3 separate regions of the Mus musculus genome follow, and regions 2 and 3 are each linked to region 1. A link is a contact called in public HiChIP or PLAC-seq and promoter capture Hi-C data. All regions are on one chromosome and are shown on one strand. The core of a region is the stretch at or near the end of the contact, and the rest is flanking DNA. Distances in the headings are between cores, read along the strand shown.

Region 1 (3,193 bases), core at 225-2,724:
CCACAGATCAGAAACATCCACAATTGTATGCACGAAGCCCTGGGTAACCCACAAACTTCTCAGCTCCCACAGCTGTACCCTTCCACTCTCATTCAGACCTCAAAATTAACTGGAAAGGAGTATTATTAGTCTAGTTATGCAAATGAAAATAAAACCAGGCAAGCCAGAGAACTGCTGATCTTCCTAACATTAAACAGCTAATTTTGACCAAGAACTTGAAACCAGAGTGGAAGACACCACTCGTGTTCAAGGATTTTCTTCTGCCACCTGACTTCTATAGTCCTTTTATTTCTTTCCATTTTGTTCAAATTCACTTCAACTAGGGTAACTTACTCTAAAGGACTATTTATAGACTCGAGACTAAGACAAAGCCAGAGAGCATGAGCCTCCCTGCATGGCCATGTAATTACTGCAACACATTCATCTATTGCTCCACCTCATTATTTATTTATTTATTGCTAATAAGCATAAGTATGTGCTTTTAATTATGCATGACAGACGTTTTGGGGGATACTCTATCCATTATTAAATTCTGTTGCTGTTTATATTAAAATATCACTTTTCTCGTAAGGTCATCACAATTAATATGTCAGGCTTACAGTGGATCTGTGGGGCTCATTTTTATAGTAGAGTTCCTCTGTACCAGGTTCCTCTCCAAGTGTTCAGGTATGTCAGAAAAACCACTCGAATCCAAACTCTAAAAATAAATACCAAAATGCACATATTATAAAGGTTGCACATATTTCACTAACATGAGCTCAGTTGCAGGGTAGACTTTTTGAACAAGCGCTAGTGATTTTGAGAAAGTCCTATGTACGTCTTCAACACTTACTATAATTGTTTCATGACCTAAGAACAGAAAGCCACATCCTGAAGTGAAGTCCTAATTGCACTATCACTACTATTTCTCTACTATCTTCTTCATGAGATTGGTGTGTAGTAAACCCCTGGACAGGAAAAATGAAACGTAACTTTCTACGTGCATAATTTAAGCTGCTCCGCGCAGGACTTTGAATCAGAGGCCACCCCATACTCTTAACACTAACATGGGTTTTATGGGGCAGCCCACATTTAAAGACAGAATAAATAACCAACACATGGTCTAAGTGGAACACCTCGCATCCCCAGCTCGGCGAAGGCGGCGCTGCCACTACAGGAGACCTCCCACCCGCGGGACTCCGAGGCGGACTCCGAGGCGGAACGCAGAGCCCGCATCCCTCCATGCCCACCCGGCCCGTCTTCCCTAACGGCCCCACGCACTCGGGGCTTCCGTTCGCCCCGGACCCGCACGCTACAAGACCGTAGCAAAGCCTAAGTTACCCAACATGGACTTGTCAGAGTCGACCAGGGAGGCCACAAGCCATCTCTACCTCAGGAAAAGGGGGCGGGAGTCTCCAGAACCACAAGAAAACCGCTCCCAGAAACCTGAATTAGGCGCGGGAGAGCGGCATCCGTACTTCTCGCGAGATCCATTGATGACGTGACATCACAGAATGTCTAGATTCTCATTGGCTACAGAATGGCTCCGTCACCTCACAGGAGCCAATCCTGAGCAGCGAAGGGGCGAACCCGGAAAGGAAGTTCTCGGTGAGGTTCTCTCTGTGAAAGGTGAGGCGCGTGTCCGGAGCGGTGGGGCGGGCGGCTGTGGGCGGCCGGCCACCTCGCAGGTAGCATCGTGGCAGAGTCTTCGCTTTGCGATTCGGAAGGCCTCGCCTGCTAGACCAAAGACCTTTCTTCCCTGCTTCCCCTGACGATCGCCCCAGAAGCCTCGGTTTTGTGTTTTCAGAGAACCTTGAAGAAAGTGCAGTAGAAATGATTTGGAGCCTTGAGTTAGAGCAGACCCCCTCAGGACCTCAGAAGGGCCCGTGTACCGCAGCGACAGTGATCTGTCAGTACCCGAGCGCAGGCCTCTGAAATGGGGGGCTCCACCCAATGAGATGAGAACTGGAACAGTTGCTATCTCTCTCAAAATGGAGGGTTCCCTTTAAATTAGGAAATGCATCCTATTCCTCCATAATAGTATGCATCGAGCTTTATACCCAGAGTCGAGATACATTTGGGTTTGATTTTTTAATTAAGCATACCAAGACAATAAGTTAAGAATTAATATGAAGGAGTTTTCAGGTGTGGGAAGGGGGGCTGCGATCTGTGCCATATTTTGGTTAGTGACATCTGTTAAGCGCTTAATGAATTGGTGTATAGTAGCTTTTTAAAAAATGAGTTTGAAGTGAAAGGAAATATTGAAAATGTTAAGAAAATAGTTCTGATAGTTCTTTTAAAAAAGAAAAAAGAAAAACACAATGCTGCCAAAACCTTAACAAATCCCTTAATGGAGTTTATAGGCCCTAAGAAGTCATTGGTCATGATTCTGATACTCTTGTCACTAGTGATGAAGCTTAATTGGACAATGGAATATTAAACTTGAAATTAAGTAGAACAAATCTATGAGGAGTGTGTATAACTAAGTTCCTCTTAGAGGCCATTCAGAGCAAGATTAAATGATAGGTCTTAAGTTTAATGATACAAATAGTTCTTAATGCAGGTTACATACAAATGGCATAATAATCTGTGTTAAAGATGGCCTATCCTTAAAAGCTTAATAGCAAAACAATATAAGACATAGCACCTGAAATAATAAACATTAGATTCTAATTGGGTCAACAGAAAGAAGTGGTAACACTAACAATAGCAACAAAAAACTGCCAAATTCAACAAATATGGTTAAAAGATTGATGGTTTTCAAAGTAACTTCTCATTTTCTTTAAGGCTTATGTGCTAGGTAACTCTTGAAGTTGATGTCAGTGTATAAATTAATATGGCAGTTTATCAGAAGACTAATCTTTTAGGACTGGGTGAACTATGGTCCTCCTGTGTACTCACTGTCAGGACTCCATCAGTTTTAACATACCTAAATTAATAGATTAAAATTAAGATAGTTGTAGCCATTTACTTAGTAGAAGAAAGCATTTCTAAAAGGTAAAGACTATAAATGATCATAGATAGCAGAAATCTCTGAAATCTTATATTTAGTAAACTTAATGGATATGAGAAAACACCAAAGCCTTATGACATAGAATTTATCTGGCTTGTTTGTAAGGTTGTATCCGTGCTGTTAATAATATCTAGTTACTGCTGTGCTAACAACTGTTGTGTTTGTGTTTTCAGGTTAGAAAGAATCAAACAATGCAGACAT
Region 2 (3,193 bases), core at 294-2,793, 760 kb before region 1:
GACCACACTGTGTGGTCCGGTCAGATTCACATTGAAGGGAGATTGCATGAGTCCACGGTTTCACCACCCCTCAACTGGTTTTTGTCTTGTGTTAAATTCTGAGACTCCTGGAGATACTCATGTACTCAAAAATGAGTAACACCCATAAATAACTATAGCTCACCTCTCTAGAGAACTCGGCTTCTTAGTTTTAAGCAACAGAAATATACTTTGGCTAATTCAAATTGAGAACTTCACCCAGAACTTTTGACACCTCAGATTCTTCAAAACAAAAGAGGGTCAGCTCAGAAAATGGGCAGTGTGATGAGTGCCATGGTGCCACAATCCTTGTTCAGATCCAGTTCCCATTGTACAGGAACCACAGCCTGTGTCTTCTCTGTCAGCCACAGTGTCACTATGTGTTTTTCACATGGCGCTAGAAACAGATGTAATGCTGACTGCCAGGACCAACTCCACACTGTCCAGCCCAGGCTCAGGTTCAGTATGTCCACAGTCCACCTTCCAACTCTCATAGCAAGCAGAGCAATCTCCAAACATGGAGGAGTCAGAGTGAGATACTAGGTAGGGATACAATAACCAAGATGGTGGCCAAACAACAACCAGGGGACAAACATGAGGTTAGGAAGAGCTATTCCCCAGTGCTCCTCTGACAAGGACTTTTATACCAGAGACCATGTACTCTGTGTTGTCTGGAGCTGTGTGTGGCCTCTGTTATCTTACTATCATCTTAACAAGGAAGCAGACATTCATATCTGAGTGAGCCTGTTAGTTGGCAGAGGCTAAGTTCTTTTTCATTGTAAGGTAATCTCTTAGGAAACCTGAATGCATACTTCATCCAATCAGGCAACTCCGTATGAAGGTTAACATCAGCCTCAACCAAGGAATAGTTTGCTCCCCTAACTTTTCAGCAACTCCATCTATAGTAGGTACTGACAACAGCCACTAGATTCTTCTTAGTGGCCCAGCTGTGACAAGCCTAGTATCCAGCCTAGGGTGCGGTTGAGAGGTGCTGGAACCTTTAAGAGGCAGAGCTTAGGTCACTGACATGCATTCCCCTCCCCCTCCCTCTCTTGTTTTGGTGTCCATCAAGAGGACTAACAAACTTTTAAACCGTGCGTCCAAGTAAGCCCCTTCTCTTGTAGATAACTAAGGAGGACATCTGCTATTGGAGTTCTGTAGCAGAACTGCTCATCACTGCTCCTTGGAAGGAAGGCATGAAGCTCAGGAAGCCTAGACATGACTGACTTGACTTCTGCTAGCGTGTTCACAGCTCAGAAGTGCAGCTCACAGGCTACTTCCCCAGGCCCTGACATCATCTAAACAATGAAAACCACAGGGATCTAAAGGGGGAACGTGCAAGGTCCAGGAAGGCTCTAGGCCTGCCCACTGGGTCAGGGGAGGCACCGGCTGGCTGAGACACCTCTAACACACATCTGCTCCCGGCTCAGGCAGAGCAGGTTGAACTTTCCTGAGCCTTATCTACTATCTGGGGATTCTCAGTGGCTGTGCTTGAGGGCAAACAAGGCTGGGTGAAACCCAGACTGGAGTAATTGAATCTGAACTGTAGTGTTGTGCAACAGGCTTTAGTTTCTCTACTGTTCAGAGAACACCATGGGCTAAAGAGGAAAAATATCCTCCAGCAGTTACCCAGTCTGTAGACAGTACCCAGTGACCTGTGACTACGTGAGGGGCAGCACACAGGGTCCTTCCTCTTCCTGAACAAGCAACCAATATTAGTGCCTGACTGTGGCCACTTCACTGTGAAGCTGTCTAGGCCAGCCCCACAGCTGTTCCCTCCCTCAGAGTTCCCTCAGGCTGGCCAACAGCACCTTGAGTCACTGCATTAAGTAGCCACTCTAGCTAACAGTACAGTGTCTGACTTCCCATCCTGATCCTTCAACTGCTGCTGGTACCTCCCAAGTATGTGCAGCTAATAATCAAAGACCCCAGCCTCCATGACCAGCTCTCTACATACTGAGAAGCCCCAGGGATGGCACCACCTTAGTCTACATTCACAGGACATACAGTCCAAATTCTAGGCGCCTTAGCAGGTTATGGATGGCTCTGGTGCACCTGTAGTGTGGGCAGATGGAGAGAGCAACTCTGAAGTCATAACTGAAAGGGAAACCCTGAGTGTAAAGGAACTAGCCAAGACAACAGCTGGGAAGAGCACAGGGAAGGGGCAAAGAGGAGCCTGAACCAGGAGGGGCCAAGCAACTACTGGGAGCTTGAAGTAAGGAGTGGGTGGAGCACGGGGGCTACAGAGTCAGCTCTTCCCAGGATCTTAGTGAGGCGGGGGCTTCATTCCAAGGGCAGCAAAAGGCCCTTGATGGCTTGAGATAGTGTTCTAGTTTGCTGCCTGCTACTGTGATGAACACCATGATCAGAAGCAACTTGGAGAAGATGGGGCTTATGACTTACATGTCCTGACCATTATCCATCACTGTGGAAGTCAGGGCAGGGGCAGAAACAGAAACTGAAGCACATAGACTGTACAGGAGCACTGCTTACTGGATTGCTCTTACAGCTTGCTCAGCTTGCTTTTTTAATGTAATTCAGGAACCACATGCACAGGGGTACCATCATCCACAATGAGATGGGCCCTTCCACAACAATCATGGGCCAATCTGATGGAGACATTTTCTCAGGCGAGGTTTTCTCTTCCCAGACTGACCCTAGTTGTGCCAAGTTGGCAAAATAAAATAAAATAACCTGGCATACACAGGGAGGCACAGTGAGCAGGGTGTCCTGGGAGAAGCAAAAGTGGAATGGTCTACTGGGTGTTGGAGTCTTAGACACCAAGCACTCAACATGATGAAGCAGTTGGAGCTGCTTGCCAGAAGTCCAATGGGTAGGCCTTACTGGCATCACACTTGGCCAGTGAGGACTTGGCAGTGACAATCAAGAGGAATCCAAGTTCTGGAGACACTGGGTCAGCCACCAGCTGTCTAGTGACACCATCATGAGAAACACCATGAGGACAAGAGGAAGGCCTGGTACTGGGGAGACAAGACCCCAGGAAGACGTTAACTTTCTTCATACCTGCCCACGTGTAAGGATGCCGAACGGGTGCTGCCATGGAAATACCCAAGAGATAACTGAGAGTCTGGAGCTGAGTCTGCCTGGGACTTCAGTAGGACTAGGGAGGTCACCACAGCAAGGAAGACAGATAAAGTGAACCTGCTTGACCAAC
Region 3 (3,193 bases), core at 348-2,847, 710 kb before region 1:
TACACAGGATACTGAGATGTGGACATGCCCCTCAGGAAGGGCCCCATCAAGCCAGCTGAGCGACCACCCCAGGCTTGAACGCTACAATAAGAAGCAATTCATGCCCATGGATGGCATGTTCAGTATGGTCTCAGCTCTAGAAGCGACTTTATAGCAAAGACCAGTAGCCCATAATACCCACTACCTTCGTGAGTACAGCACTCCAACGTACACCTAGTACCAGTTACGACTTTCTTGCTTTGTGTGTTCAATCTTTTTAGCTCCTGTTTTCTTCAAAGCTATCCTAATTTCTTTCTGGGGGCAAGTAGAAACATTTGTACACATGAGAGACTGCACGTCAGACAAGGCTACACTTCAGGCTATCCTCGGAAACCTCCTCCTGCCTTCTGTAAATTATCTGGCTTTTTTCTCCTATTGCACAGATTAGAACACTGAGGTCCATAGGGCTCACCCAAGGTCATGTCCTGCTGACACATCTAGACTCTCGCAACGACTCAAGAGGCCCATGGCCTGGGCCCACAGCTATGCTCCACTGCACTCAAGGAGGCATGGAGGTGATTTGAATACTAAGCGTATTGGGGACGGGCCATCAAGTTCATCAAGGGGCACCACATAGGTTGTTCTAATAACGCACGGGCATCTGTTGAAACCTTGTTTGGGAAGTGGCCAGCGACAGACAGAAAATCAGAGGCCATGTCTCCTAGCCACACACTATGCCTAGATGTGCTGTGCAGCTTTGAGAAGCTGCTGGCCCAGCCCGGAGAATCTCTTAAACGCTAGGGGGCCGGGAGTTTCGCACTGAGCCGGGAATGAGAGGTTGGGTGGGTGTGCGTGCTTCATGCGGTCCCATCCCACTCTCTTCAAACACCCTGCACATACCGTCCACTCCGCGGCCCGCTCAACTTCCCCAGGACAAACGCACCGCAGTGTGAGGTGGAGGAGGCACCGGGAGGGGTGGTCCTGGAGCCCGCGACGCAGCAAACCACGCTCAGCTCCTTCCCCACGGGGACCCCGAACGCCACGAGGGGCCCCCAACTCTCGGCCGGGCCCCTGGGCCGCAGCGGGGAAGAGGCCAGCCCGTCCCCGCCGCCCCGCTGGGTTCTCCGCCACCCGCCGCCACCTGCAAACGCGCGCCCCTCTGCGGGCCGCGCGTGTCCCCGCGTGTCCGCGCGGGGCCGCCTTCCCACGCGGGGCCTCGGCCGCCCGCGCCGCACTTCCCGCCCGGCCCCCGAGGCCAGCGCGCCGCCCCAACTTTTCCCGGCCCGGCCCGGAAGGCGCAGCGGTGAGCGCAGAGCCGTCCCGCCCGCCAGCGCGCTCCACCCGCGGCGCCCCTGCCCCCAGCACCAGCACGCGGAGGCCCCGCTCGGAGCCGCGCGGTCCCCGCAGCCCCCGCGCCCACCTGCCGCCGCCGCGCACGGCCGGGTACGTGGCAGGGGCCGCCGCTCGCCCGCCTCGCCTCTGCTCGCGCCTCGCGGGCGGCTCCGGGGCGCGGGACCGCGGCTCCAGGCGCCCTCTGCCGCCGGGAAGCCGAATCCTGCTCCCTAACCCTAACGCGGGGCCGGGCCACGCGGCACCCTGCACCCTGCGGACGCCCGGCAGGCCAGGCCGCCTAGCCCGCCGGAGGAGGAGACGCACGCGTGCGGTCACGCCCAGAAGGCAGCCAGGCCTGAAGCACCCTGTGTCAGGGAACCCGTAAATGGCAGGTGGCGGTCTGGGTTGCAAAAGCGAAGTGCTTTCTTGCGTGCTCCACTGCTAACAGGCCAGGTGCACTCAGATGCGCCTCCGCCATTGTTGAGGGGAGAAGGGGAGGTTTAGGGTCCCTGTTCTTGAAAATGGGTATCAGGTTCTACATGGCGGTCCCGCCCTGTCAAGCGGACTGTGACCAGAAGCACTGGCTTCCCCACGAGGTCACCCTTGAAGAACTGTGTTCAGGTAGCCCTTAAGTACATCCATACCTGGCGCAGGTTAGAGAACAGGTTAGTGTCCAATGGCGGTAGTTTGTTCTGTGACCTGTGCCTGGGGTTTATGAGGAAACAAAATACAATCACAGATCTCCTCCCCTAAGGGAATGTTCTGACCTGGGTTTGTTTATTTATAATGTTCAGCTTGTTATAAATAAAATGGGACTCCTTGTCCCTTATCAGTATTAAAGCCCCATAAGGCCCTAAGCTAAATGTTATTAAGGACTTTTAGCCAAACACATTTGGGTTTTAAATCAACCTCTTAAAAGTTGAGACGTCTTAGGAAAGCTAATCTCCTTTTGCCAAAAATGAACTCATCCGTAAGAGTCATAAAACCTTCTTCCTGGTATAGTCATAAAAACCTACTTGCCGGTGTTATATTTGAAGATATACAGAGATCATATACAGCGCTTAGCATAGCCCTGCCTGGTACTCATTCGTATTGTTACTCTTCCAGTGCAGGGCGAAAATACACATGTAAGAAGACTACTGGGGATCTAACGAGATGACTCAGTAAAGTACCTACCACCCAAGCGTTAGCACCTAAGTTCAGATCCCTGCACCCCCATAAAACCTAGGTATAACATCGAGAGAGAGAGAGAGAGAGAGGGAGAGAGAGAGAGAGAGAGAGAGTGTGTGTGTGTGTGTGTGTGTGTGTGTGTGTGTGTGTGTGTGTGTGTGTGTAATCCTAGGGGAGACATTCAGATCCCTGGCCAGCCAGCCTAGCCAAAGGCTGAGGTCTAGGTTCCGTGGGAAACCCTGTCTCAAGAAAACAAGACAGCAAACCATGGAGGAGAGACAGTTGATTTCCACATCTTCAGGCACTTGAGGATACGCACAGAAAGAAATAAAGGCTATTTTTTAAGGTTAATTTTGTTTGAGGCATTGGATCCCCTGGAATTGCAGTTATAGGAGGTTGTGAGCCACTTGTGGGTGCTGGGAGTGAAACTCAAGCCCCCTGGGGGAGTAGCAAGTGTTCTTCTGTGCTCTCTCCAGCTCCTAGGAAGGCTATTTTCCCCCCACTGGGGACAACCTTAACACCACAGGTGGTGGCTCAGTCACTGACCAGCAAGGTCAACCTTGGAAACAGCTGTCTCAGTCCCTCCTCCCCTGAGTCCTGGTAACACACTGATTTGTTAAGAGCTGAGACTGTTGACCTGGTTGTCTCCAGAGCTTCTGTGACCGGTCATGTAAGAAGGAATGGCCCAGTCTATGCGGCAATCTCTAGAGCA

What was found. Promoter capture Hi-C pulls out the DNA fragments that hold promoters and counts their contacts. HiChIP or PLAC-seq counts read pairs in DNA pulled down with a chosen protein or histone mark.
Region 2: a contact with region 1 is called in an H3K27ac HiChIP or PLAC-seq map of microglia, with 5 times the contacts expected there. The contact joins the enhancer-like site here to the promoter of Mre11a in region 1. A contact is called at or near these places in 1 of 39 promoter capture datasets (pre-B cells), 2 of 115 datasets of contacts at active chromatin or transcription factors (bone marrow-derived macrophages and microglia) and 1 of 9 other capture datasets (adipose tissue).
Region 3: a contact with region 1 is called in a promoter capture Hi-C map of pre-B cells, with 2.8 times the contacts expected there. The contact joins the promoter of Smco4 here to the promoter of Mre11a in region 1.

What each region holds. Positions count from the first base shown.
Region 1 is chr9:14,782,935-14,786,127 of GRCm38.p6, reverse strand. It overlaps Mre11a (MRE11A homolog A, double strand break repair nuclease), which reads right to left and starts at 1,474. Exons shown (of 20, transcript NM_018736.3): 1 at 1,371-1,474; 2 at 600-697. The coding sequence starts at 619. Ankrd49 (ankyrin repeat domain 49) reads left to right here and starts at 1,555. Exons shown (of 3, transcript NM_019683.4): 1 at 1,555-1,608; 2 at 3,166-3,193.
Region 2 is chr9:15,540,396-15,543,588 of GRCm38.p6, reverse strand. The region is part of intron 2 of Smco4 (single-pass membrane protein with coiled-coil domains 4); the gene reads right to left. It overlaps Gm46152 (a long non-coding RNA gene), which reads right to left. Exons shown (of 2, transcript XR_001779361.2): 2 at 11-3,193. Among named protein-coding and RNA genes, the nearest start is that of Gm51703, 3.6 kb to the right of the region's middle. Within about 2 kb of position 1,543, at least 82 of the 459 cell types and tissues checked have an H3K27ac peak or open chromatin away from gene starts, as enhancers often do. A contact at or near this core is called in bone marrow-derived macrophages and microglia, where this site is marked.
Region 3 is chr9:15,491,836-15,495,028 of GRCm38.p6, reverse strand. It overlaps Smco4 (single-pass membrane protein with coiled-coil domains 4), which reads right to left and starts at 1,597. Exons shown (of 3, transcript NM_001359604.1): 1 at 1,400-1,597.